Regions from separate parts of the Hordeum vulgare genome. Here region 2 is linked to region 1. The links are chromatin contacts, called in public Hi-C maps. All regions are on one chromosome and are shown on one strand. Each heading gives the region's core, a stretch centred on a gene start, on an enhancer-like site or on the middle of the called end of the contact. The rest is flanking DNA. Distances are from core to core; before and after follow the strand shown.

Region 1 (4,162 bases), core at 446-2,945:
GACCACTGGACGGTGTGTACGTGGTGTTACATTTGTCTCTTGTGTTGAGCCCCATAAGGTTGAATATGCTCTTGACGACGCGGATTGGGTTGATTCTATGCATGAAGAACTCAACAAATTTACTCGCAACAAAGTATGTACTCTTGTGAAGAGACCCAAATAACATCATAGTGTCATTGGAACAAAGTGGATCTTTAAGAACAAGTAAGATGAACATGGACAACTCACTAGGACAAGGCAAGGTTAGTGGCACAAGGTTTCATCCAAGTTGAAGGTCTGGACTTTGGTGAAACTTTTCCCCATGTTGCCCTTCTTGAGTCCATTCGTATCTTGCTTGCATAGGCATTGCATCATAATTTAAAATTATATCAAATGGATGTGAAGCGTCCTTTTCTTAGTGGTCCTCTTAAAGGGTTGGTGTATTTAAGCAACGTCCGAGTTTCAAAAATCCCGAACACCCCACTCACGTATATGAACTGCATAAGGCACTCTATGGACTTAAACAAGCACCTCGTGCTTGGTATGATCACCTTACGATGTTTCTATGCGAGAAGGGGTTTCAGATCGGGTTGATAGATTCCACTCTCTTCATGAAGAGGGTAAAAGGAGAATCGATTGTGTGCCAAATATATGTTGATGATATTATTTTTGAGTCCATTAACCATGCTATTAACGTTGAGTTTGAGAATCTTATGACCAATGAATTTTCCATGAGCATGATGGGAGAGTTGAAGTTCTTCCTAGGATTTCAAGTGAAGCAATTGAGAGGGGGAACGTTCATCAACCAACCATTATACATCCAAGACATGCTCCATACATTCGAAATTTTAGATGTCAAGCCCATGAAGACACCCATGCCCTCAAATGGTAAACTTAATCTTGATCCCAATGGTAAAGACGTGGTTCAAAAGGTATACCGCTCCATGATCGGTTCTTTGCTTTACCATTGTGCATATAGACCAGATATTATGTTGACTGTATGTATGTGTGTAAGGTTTTTATCCGCTCCCAAAGAGAGCCATTACATGACGGTGATAAGCAAGATTCCATGAGTTAAGGCATGAGCTAAGTTTCATGAACATGAGTAACTTGGATTCCGCAAGAGCGCGAGAGAGGAGGTAGATTGATTGTACTGTATTATACTTGTTATAGATGTTAGGCTCCCCACCGTGCGAGTTTGTAGCAAGAAGTAAGTTTTTCCTCAGTGAAAAACTAAGGCACCAATCAGTAAAGATACAAAAAGGAGGGGTGATGGAAGGAGGCCGATGAAGTCACCATAGGGTTTGAAAACATCATACACTCATATACTATGATGCAAAGGTGTGGAAATTACCTCTTTCATTATCGGGTATCAAAGAGGGACAATGTTAATCCCAGTCCATTAGAATTCAAGTCTTAGTCTCATATTATTTCTGGATTTATTTTAGAATTTTGGAGGATGCGCATTCAATGCAAGAAGACGTTTCCGTCGACGACGAGACACCTACGATGACTTCATAAATCTCAAGATGATATGCCGGTCCAGTCTTTTGAAGGTGTTCATAGAAGTAAGATATGCGTACCTGCATTTATAGATGTGAATGTATGCGCGTATGTATGAGTGCTGTTTGCGTATGTATGGTGTTAAAGAAAAAGAAAAAAAGAGAAACCAACCATGGATAAGGTGCCACACGATTAAAAAAGGAAGAGCCTGAAGAAGCAGACAGGCGGGCCACGTCAAGCTTGAACTAAAAGATTCAGCGCCGGCCAATGGCACACGAGGAGGCCGGGAGAGAGTAGCGACGACTCCAATCCAATCGATTCCAGCCCCCCCTACGCCGGCCTATAATCCCATTCCCACCTGCTCCGTCAATCAATCATTGCCGGAATCGATTCATTCGTTCCTTGTCTCGGGGGACCGGAGGCAGAGGAGGGAAACAATCCAAAGCCATTTCCCGGACCTACAGCTAAGGTAACAATGATCAATCTGCTGCATTTATTTTGATCCGTTGGAATCATCTCATCTAGCTCGATGAAGGGGGTTACTATTTCGTTCTTGATTCGTCGTTGCCATTTCCTGCTAGAAGAGATTGGTTGGTTAGGATCAATTGGGCGCAGCGAATTCAGGGGTGTCTGCTGTCTCTGGGAATGCAAGATTCGTGCTGGCCTAACTTTCGCTAGGTTCGCTTTCCGATCGCTCAGGGTTGACTTTGGGGGTGGAGAGAGAAAGACCGAGCAATCGCATTCCTGATTAGCCCCTGATTTGGGATGCCTTGGCCTTTAATCTTCAGAATATTGTCTCCTTGATTGTGCCTTGTACTATTGGAAGTTTGTGAACCTGAAAAGTAGATTTGCATTTGTGCCAAAAAAAGGCATCATGAGACAAATTAAGTTTTGTCTCTGGAACATGGTGGCGTGGACGAACATATTCAGCATGCTTAAAAGTCCATTCCAATTGCTGTTTGATTTCCTGGATGATAGTGGAGAACTTGTGTAGCATCTTCTTGATTCCTGAAGAATATGTACATGATCAAGATTTTTGTTTCTGGTGTAGCTGTGTAGCAATTTCTCTCAGTTTCTTTGTAGGAACTTTCTCACGATTACTGCATTGAGGTGCGATGGACCTGCACCTGCAGATGCTAAGCTGTAAAATAAAAGGGTGATTAAAGAGAGAAGACCATGAATGGCATCATAGATATGCCAGAACTCGGAACTTTAACTATAAGAGATTTCCATCATCAAGTTCACCCATCACATGATATGCTGAGTGCTCTGCACTTTAAAGTTCTTGTGTCCATATGCATCTGTGTTCAGAGCATCATGTACTCTGTTTGCTATGTTTTCATCATTATATTCTGTGTGTTCAGATATGGCGAACAAAAGGATTCAGAAGGAACTCATGGATTTGCAAAAGGATCCACCAACATCATGCAGCGCTGGGCCTGCTGGGGCGGACCTATTCCACTGGCAGGCCACAATCATGGGCCCTGGTGACAGCCCCTACTCAGGAGGGGTGTTCTTTGTGAACATCCATTTCCCACCAGATTACCCCTTTAAGCCTCCAAAAGTGAATTTCCAAACAAAGGTGGGCTGCTGTTTGTGATTTACTACTTATCTCTGTATTCATTTGTTGTTGCCAACTGTTCATTTTCTCATTATTACTCTAGTATTGACCTTGGTGCTGATCTGTTAGTCGTTGAATGTGTCTTTGGGAGATTCAAGACGAATGGGTCTTCCATTCTAAAATCAAAATATTTTCTTAAAGTTGCTTCGTTATCTACTAGCCATTTCAGGTAGATGTGTTCTGTTACATGCTACCCCTGCTAAATAGAGATGCTTGAATTGCAATGTACATCCTTGACCGCGTGTAGCTTACTCCCTGGCAAAGTTTGTCATTCATGACAAAATAGGTCTGTCAAACTCAGGCCTACTTTGATACGTTTTGAAGTCAAGAACACAAAAGGAGAATTTATAAAGCAGGATGTTAAACAGCTTCTATCCTATTATCAATATATTACCTTGGGAAATTCAAATAGAATAACTGTCAAGTAGCAGAGCTTGGTGCTACTTTGAAGAATGCTGCATATATATGCTTGTACGAGACCTGAATCTTCAACTCTGGATGCAGGTGTACCACCCAAACATCAACTCCAACGGCAGCATCTGCCTGGACATCCTCAAGGAGCAGTGGAGCCCGGCGCTGACCATATCCAAGGTCCTACTCTCCATCAGCTCCCTGCTTACAGACCCCAACCCCGACGATCCCCTTGTCCCGGAGATCGCGCAGCTCTACAAGAACCAGAGAGCCCGCTATGAGGACACCGCGAGGGCCTGGACCCAGAAGTACGCCATGGGCTGATCATGCGTCGATCGGCACCGGGGCCATCGTGTAAGAGAACTTTTGTGCCGCGCCGGTTTCCCGCCTTATGAGCTTCTCTGAACCAGTTTTTACTTGTGTACAGTTGTGAAAACTGGGTAATGTTTGCATTTCTGTTTCGAAACTTTGGGTGTATGCCCCGTCCCTGAAGTCTGAAGACCTGTATGTATCAAGACAGAACATTTTCAAGAATTTGTGGTGTTTTCATTACTTTCTCCAGTACCTTTTTCATTTGATGATGAAGATGATGTGGCCGTGTGCGATCTAACAAATGGATCCCGGTGAAGCAGCACTCGTCACTTGCGT
Region 2 (4,237 bases), core at 819-3,318, 150 kb after region 1:
ACCGGCGAGCTGGTTCCCTCTGAGGTCGAGCACCTCGAGGGAGCTGCACTTCGCAAAGCTCGCCGGCAAGCCGCCGACCAGCCGGTTGCTCGACAGGTCCAGTTCGACGATTCTGCCGCACAGCTGGCTCAGCTCCCCCGGTATCGTCCCGGCGAACTCGTTGCCGGCCAATGCCAGTCTCTTGATAGAAGAGAGTTCGGTGAGGAAGGTCGGTATTGAGCCGGAGAGAAGCTTGTTCGCTGACATGTCGAGCGTCTCTAGGCGGCGGCAGTTGGCGAGACCCGGCGGCAATCCGGTGCTGCTTAGGCCATTGTTGGACCAATCCAGCACCGTCAGGTTGCCGCACCCGCCGAAATTGTACCCGGAGACATCGCCGGTGAAGTTGTTTCCGGCGATGCTCAGGTGCGTCAGGTTGGCCGGCGCGGTCGCCATGAAACCGGCGGGGAGCGCGCCTGACATCTGGTTCCACGATACGTCGAGCGTGGTGACCACGCTGCACGACGCCAGCTCCGGCAGCCGTCCCGTGAAGAGGTTGGCGGAGAGGTTGAGGTACCGCAGGCCATGGCAACCGGCGAAGGAGTAGTTGAGCAGGCCGGCGTCCGCCAGGTGGTTGCGCGACAGGTCGAGCGATCGCAGGGACGACGTGAACGGGAACCCGCCGCCGGCGAGGGCGTTCCTCGACAGGTTCAGGGACCGCAGCGCGCCGCAGGACGCCAGGAACGCCGGGGGCAGCGTCCCGTTGAAGGCGTTCGACGATATGTCCACCTCCACGAGCGCGCACGACGACGACGGCGGCGGCGCGTGCGAGAGGTTGCCGTAGAAGGCATTGCCGCGCAGGTCGAGACGCTGCAGCGCCGGGAGCGCGAAGAGCGCGCCGAACCGAAGGTCGCCGGCGAGGTCCATGCCGCTGAGGTTGACGGCGACGACCCGGCCGTCGAGCGGCGGCGCGCACAAGACGCCGGTCCACGAGCAGGGCGCCGTGGAGTTTGCGGCGGCCCCGGACGCCCAGCTCGTGAGAGCGCCGCGCGGGTCGTCCACCACGGACGCGCGCCTGAAGGCGAGCAGCGCCGCCGCCTCGCCGGCTTCGGCAATGGCGGGCGCCAGCAGCCGGAGCAGCACGAGCAAGAAGAAGAAGAAGGCCGCCGTGAAGGGCGGGGAGGACGACATGGCTTCGAGTCCTCCGGGTCAATTTGCAGCCGTCGATTCTTGCAAGGAGGAAAACGGAGATGCCGGCGGCGGCGGTGGCCGTTGTGTGCTTTCGAGATGTTGGGTGGGCTTCACATGTCGATGGAGAAGATTTGGGTCGCGATATCCCTGCAAATTCGCCGGAATTTGAGCTCATCGGCTACGGAAACAAACTCCACACCCAAATTGGCAGCACAATTTGCTCGTGCACATACGAAGAACAGAAAAAGAGAAGGCAAGGAATCTTGGTAGGGGAAAGCACGCAAGAACAACCGGAGCAAATGCAAAATTCCTTGGCCAAATTCAACACACTAAACCCCCAAAACCCAAAACGTGATAGAACCCATGAAACGAATCCTAGTACTAAGAAACAAGCTCCAATTCGGACGCGAAACACAAACATGTTGCAAGCAACCCGGCCAAAAAAAAAAGTCCAATTTCAAGCTTCAAACCACCAAAAACCCAGCCAAAACATTGGCTGCAACGAAGCCAAGAAGCAGCATAATAAAAGGGAAGATTAGGAGAGCCGCGCACCTTGGCCAGGAGCAGAAGTACGGCGCCTGAAGCAGAAACCTCATCAAGAAAGAAAGAAAGAAACGGAGGAAGAAATCCCACAGGCTGAGAAGAGGTGGTTTGGAGCAGAATCTAGCGGCCGCGGGAATCGCAGGCCAGGACAAGGGAAGAAGATTAGACGAGGGAGAAGCAGAAGCAGAAGCAGAGGAAGCACACACAGGCCTACGCTTGGCTATTTAAGTAGGGGAGATGTAGAGAGAGAGAGAGACGGAGCTCCGCTCCGGCGCGGAGGCAGGCTACTACCCAACCGCCATTAGTTTAGCAGCCTCCACGGGGCTTGTTTGCTTGCGACGGCAATTTCGCCCGAAAAGAAGGGGGGCGCCGAGTTGTTTATTCGCGCCGCGGGAGAAGGGGGCGCGTTTCCAAGGGTGAGTAAATATTAATCGGCCTCGCCGAGGGGCTGCATGGAAATACGTAGCAGTTTGGGTGCTCGAAATGCTCACTTTTATTTTCTCTTCTTTATTTCTTTCCCACCCACGGGGGGTGTGGGGGTCTCGGCTCAGCGTCCGAGCGAGCGAGTCGGGTCAAAGTTGGGATTTGATTCCCCCGAGCGAGCGAGCCCGGCTTTTGGGCATCATCTCCTGCTCCCAAGCACGTTGGGGCACCAGGGGTTCCGAATCTGTGGCGGCATTTTGGAGGGGAAAAGAATCCTGCGTTTCTGAATGGAACTTTTACTGGTGCTTCTCCATGTATCGGCCTCTTTGATTCGGTAGAAATTGTAACGTTTTTTGTAGGATCAGAGTTCCTAGGGACTTTTGCTACGTTGTTGCCTTATTTGTACATTGGATCCCTCGATGTATTACTTTTGGGATGCTTTGTACTTCTTGTGAATTCTTATGTTCGAATTATTATCGCAAAAATCAAAATCTTATATGGACTTTTTTTGTACGAATTCTTTGCACTACGTTTTACAGGGAATACAATCATGTAGTCAATTTATCTGTTTTTCTTTGGGTGCAACTAAATGAACTTTAATGCAAACAAAATCTGCTAGCGTTGGATTTAACATTGCAATTTTGGCTTCTTCTTTTTTGCATTTTTCAAATCTAGGGAATCAAAAGGATAGGGACGGTTCTTTTCGCAGCTTAAACAGTAAGCCGCCCCTTTTCTAGCTTTTCCCACAGGGGCTTCTAAACCAATTATGAAATAATTAATTTAGAAGTCTCAACAAACTTAGAAGAGAGCTTATTTTTTAAATTGGTTTCACATAAATTTTTATGTCTAGTTTCATGAGAATTTCTATGCCTGGAAACAATAATTCCTATATCTGGTGGGATGCCTCAGCGTGCCGCAGAATGCTTAGGAGACATTATGTTCTTCTCCCGTTGTCTCTCAGTTCCTACGTTGATGCTCTAGAGTATGGATATGCGGCGATCATGGAGGGCCTTTCCCAAGCGTCACAATGCTCACCGCTTCCCGTTACCATGGACTTGGACTAGCTCGAGGCGGAGAAGTCCATCTTTTGTGAGTGTGGATAGTTTTCATCACATAATGCTAGTCGAAGAGGTGAAGTTTATGTTTCAAGAGGGAAGGAAGATACGTGTTGCACATCAGTCGAATTCAGAACATTGTTAGTCATTTCCTTGCTAATTATGGTAGGTTTGAGCCATGTACGACGGATTTTGTCCGATCCCCCATCTATGTAAAGATGATTACCACATGATGGAGTAATGTAACTTTTTTTCATGCAAAATAAATGACAAGAATTCCAGCGTTCACTCAAACCTATTTTGTATGCTCGTTTGAGTAAACCATTTCCATAATGAATAGAAATATCCTTATCCTACGATCATATAAGCATGGTATAGTAACTATAAGTTTTCCAAAACAACATATAAATGATCTATAGATACATGTGAAATTTGGTAAGAAAATAATATATTATCTAAGCCGAGAAATAATATCAAACTAAGTTATTGGGAGTCAAGATATATTGTGTTGCAACATTGTGATGTAATGATGATTTTTAAGTTAGAAAAAATGCATCCATGGATGATCGTACTAATTTACTAAAATCCACAAGTGCATGTTCCTATCCATATTGTACACTATATAATACCCCGCGCCTAACCGCATAAATAAGTTGCAATGTATTGGTTTTGATGAGGTTTGATTGTCTAGAATTTGAACATGAGAATGAAGACTAAGAAGACATATGACTTATTGTATTTTATTGTTATATGGTTGTAGAATATTTATAGAATATGAGTAGTTTTCTCAAGCATGTTGATAAAAATAACAGTACTGGGGGCGATGAAGTGGTATGTATGCATGCATGTTGAGAGAAATAGAAGTAGTGTGGTTGATGAGGTGAGATGTCTTCATATTGAGATAAATAGAAGTAACATGGATCAACTACTTAAGTATGTGGGATATACAAAATTCTTCGCACTTTTGGAACTTATAACTATAGTATGAGTCCAAGTCACTGCTTAGGTCTACCTTGAGTGGGGGGTGACCAGTAGGGTGTAACCTTTGG

The links. A called contact is a pair of places that touch in the nucleus more often than the background predicts.
Region 2: a Hi-C map of leaf shows a contact between it and region 1, with 3 times the contacts expected there. The contact joins the promoter of LOC123398266 here to the promoter of LOC123398194 in region 1. A contact is called at or near these places in 2 of 6 Hi-C or Micro-C datasets (both in leaf) and 1 of 1 datasets of contacts at active chromatin or transcription factors (embryo).

What each region holds. Positions count from the first base shown.
Region 1 is chr5H:378,141,180-378,145,341 of MorexV3_pseudomolecules_assembly, forward strand. LOC123398194 (ubiquitin-conjugating enzyme E2 28-like) reads left to right here and starts at 1,696. Exons shown (of 3, transcript XM_045092693.1): 1 at 1,696-1,951; 2 at 2,847-3,064; 3 at 3,608-4,066. The coding sequence starts at 2,849. The coding sequence ends at 3,838.
Region 2 is chr5H:378,295,359-378,299,595 of MorexV3_pseudomolecules_assembly, forward strand. LOC123398266 (brassinosteroid LRR receptor kinase BRL1-like) reads right to left here and starts at 2,069. Exons shown (of 2, transcript XM_045092754.1): 1 at 1,720-2,069; 2 at 1-1,314. The coding sequence starts at 1,167.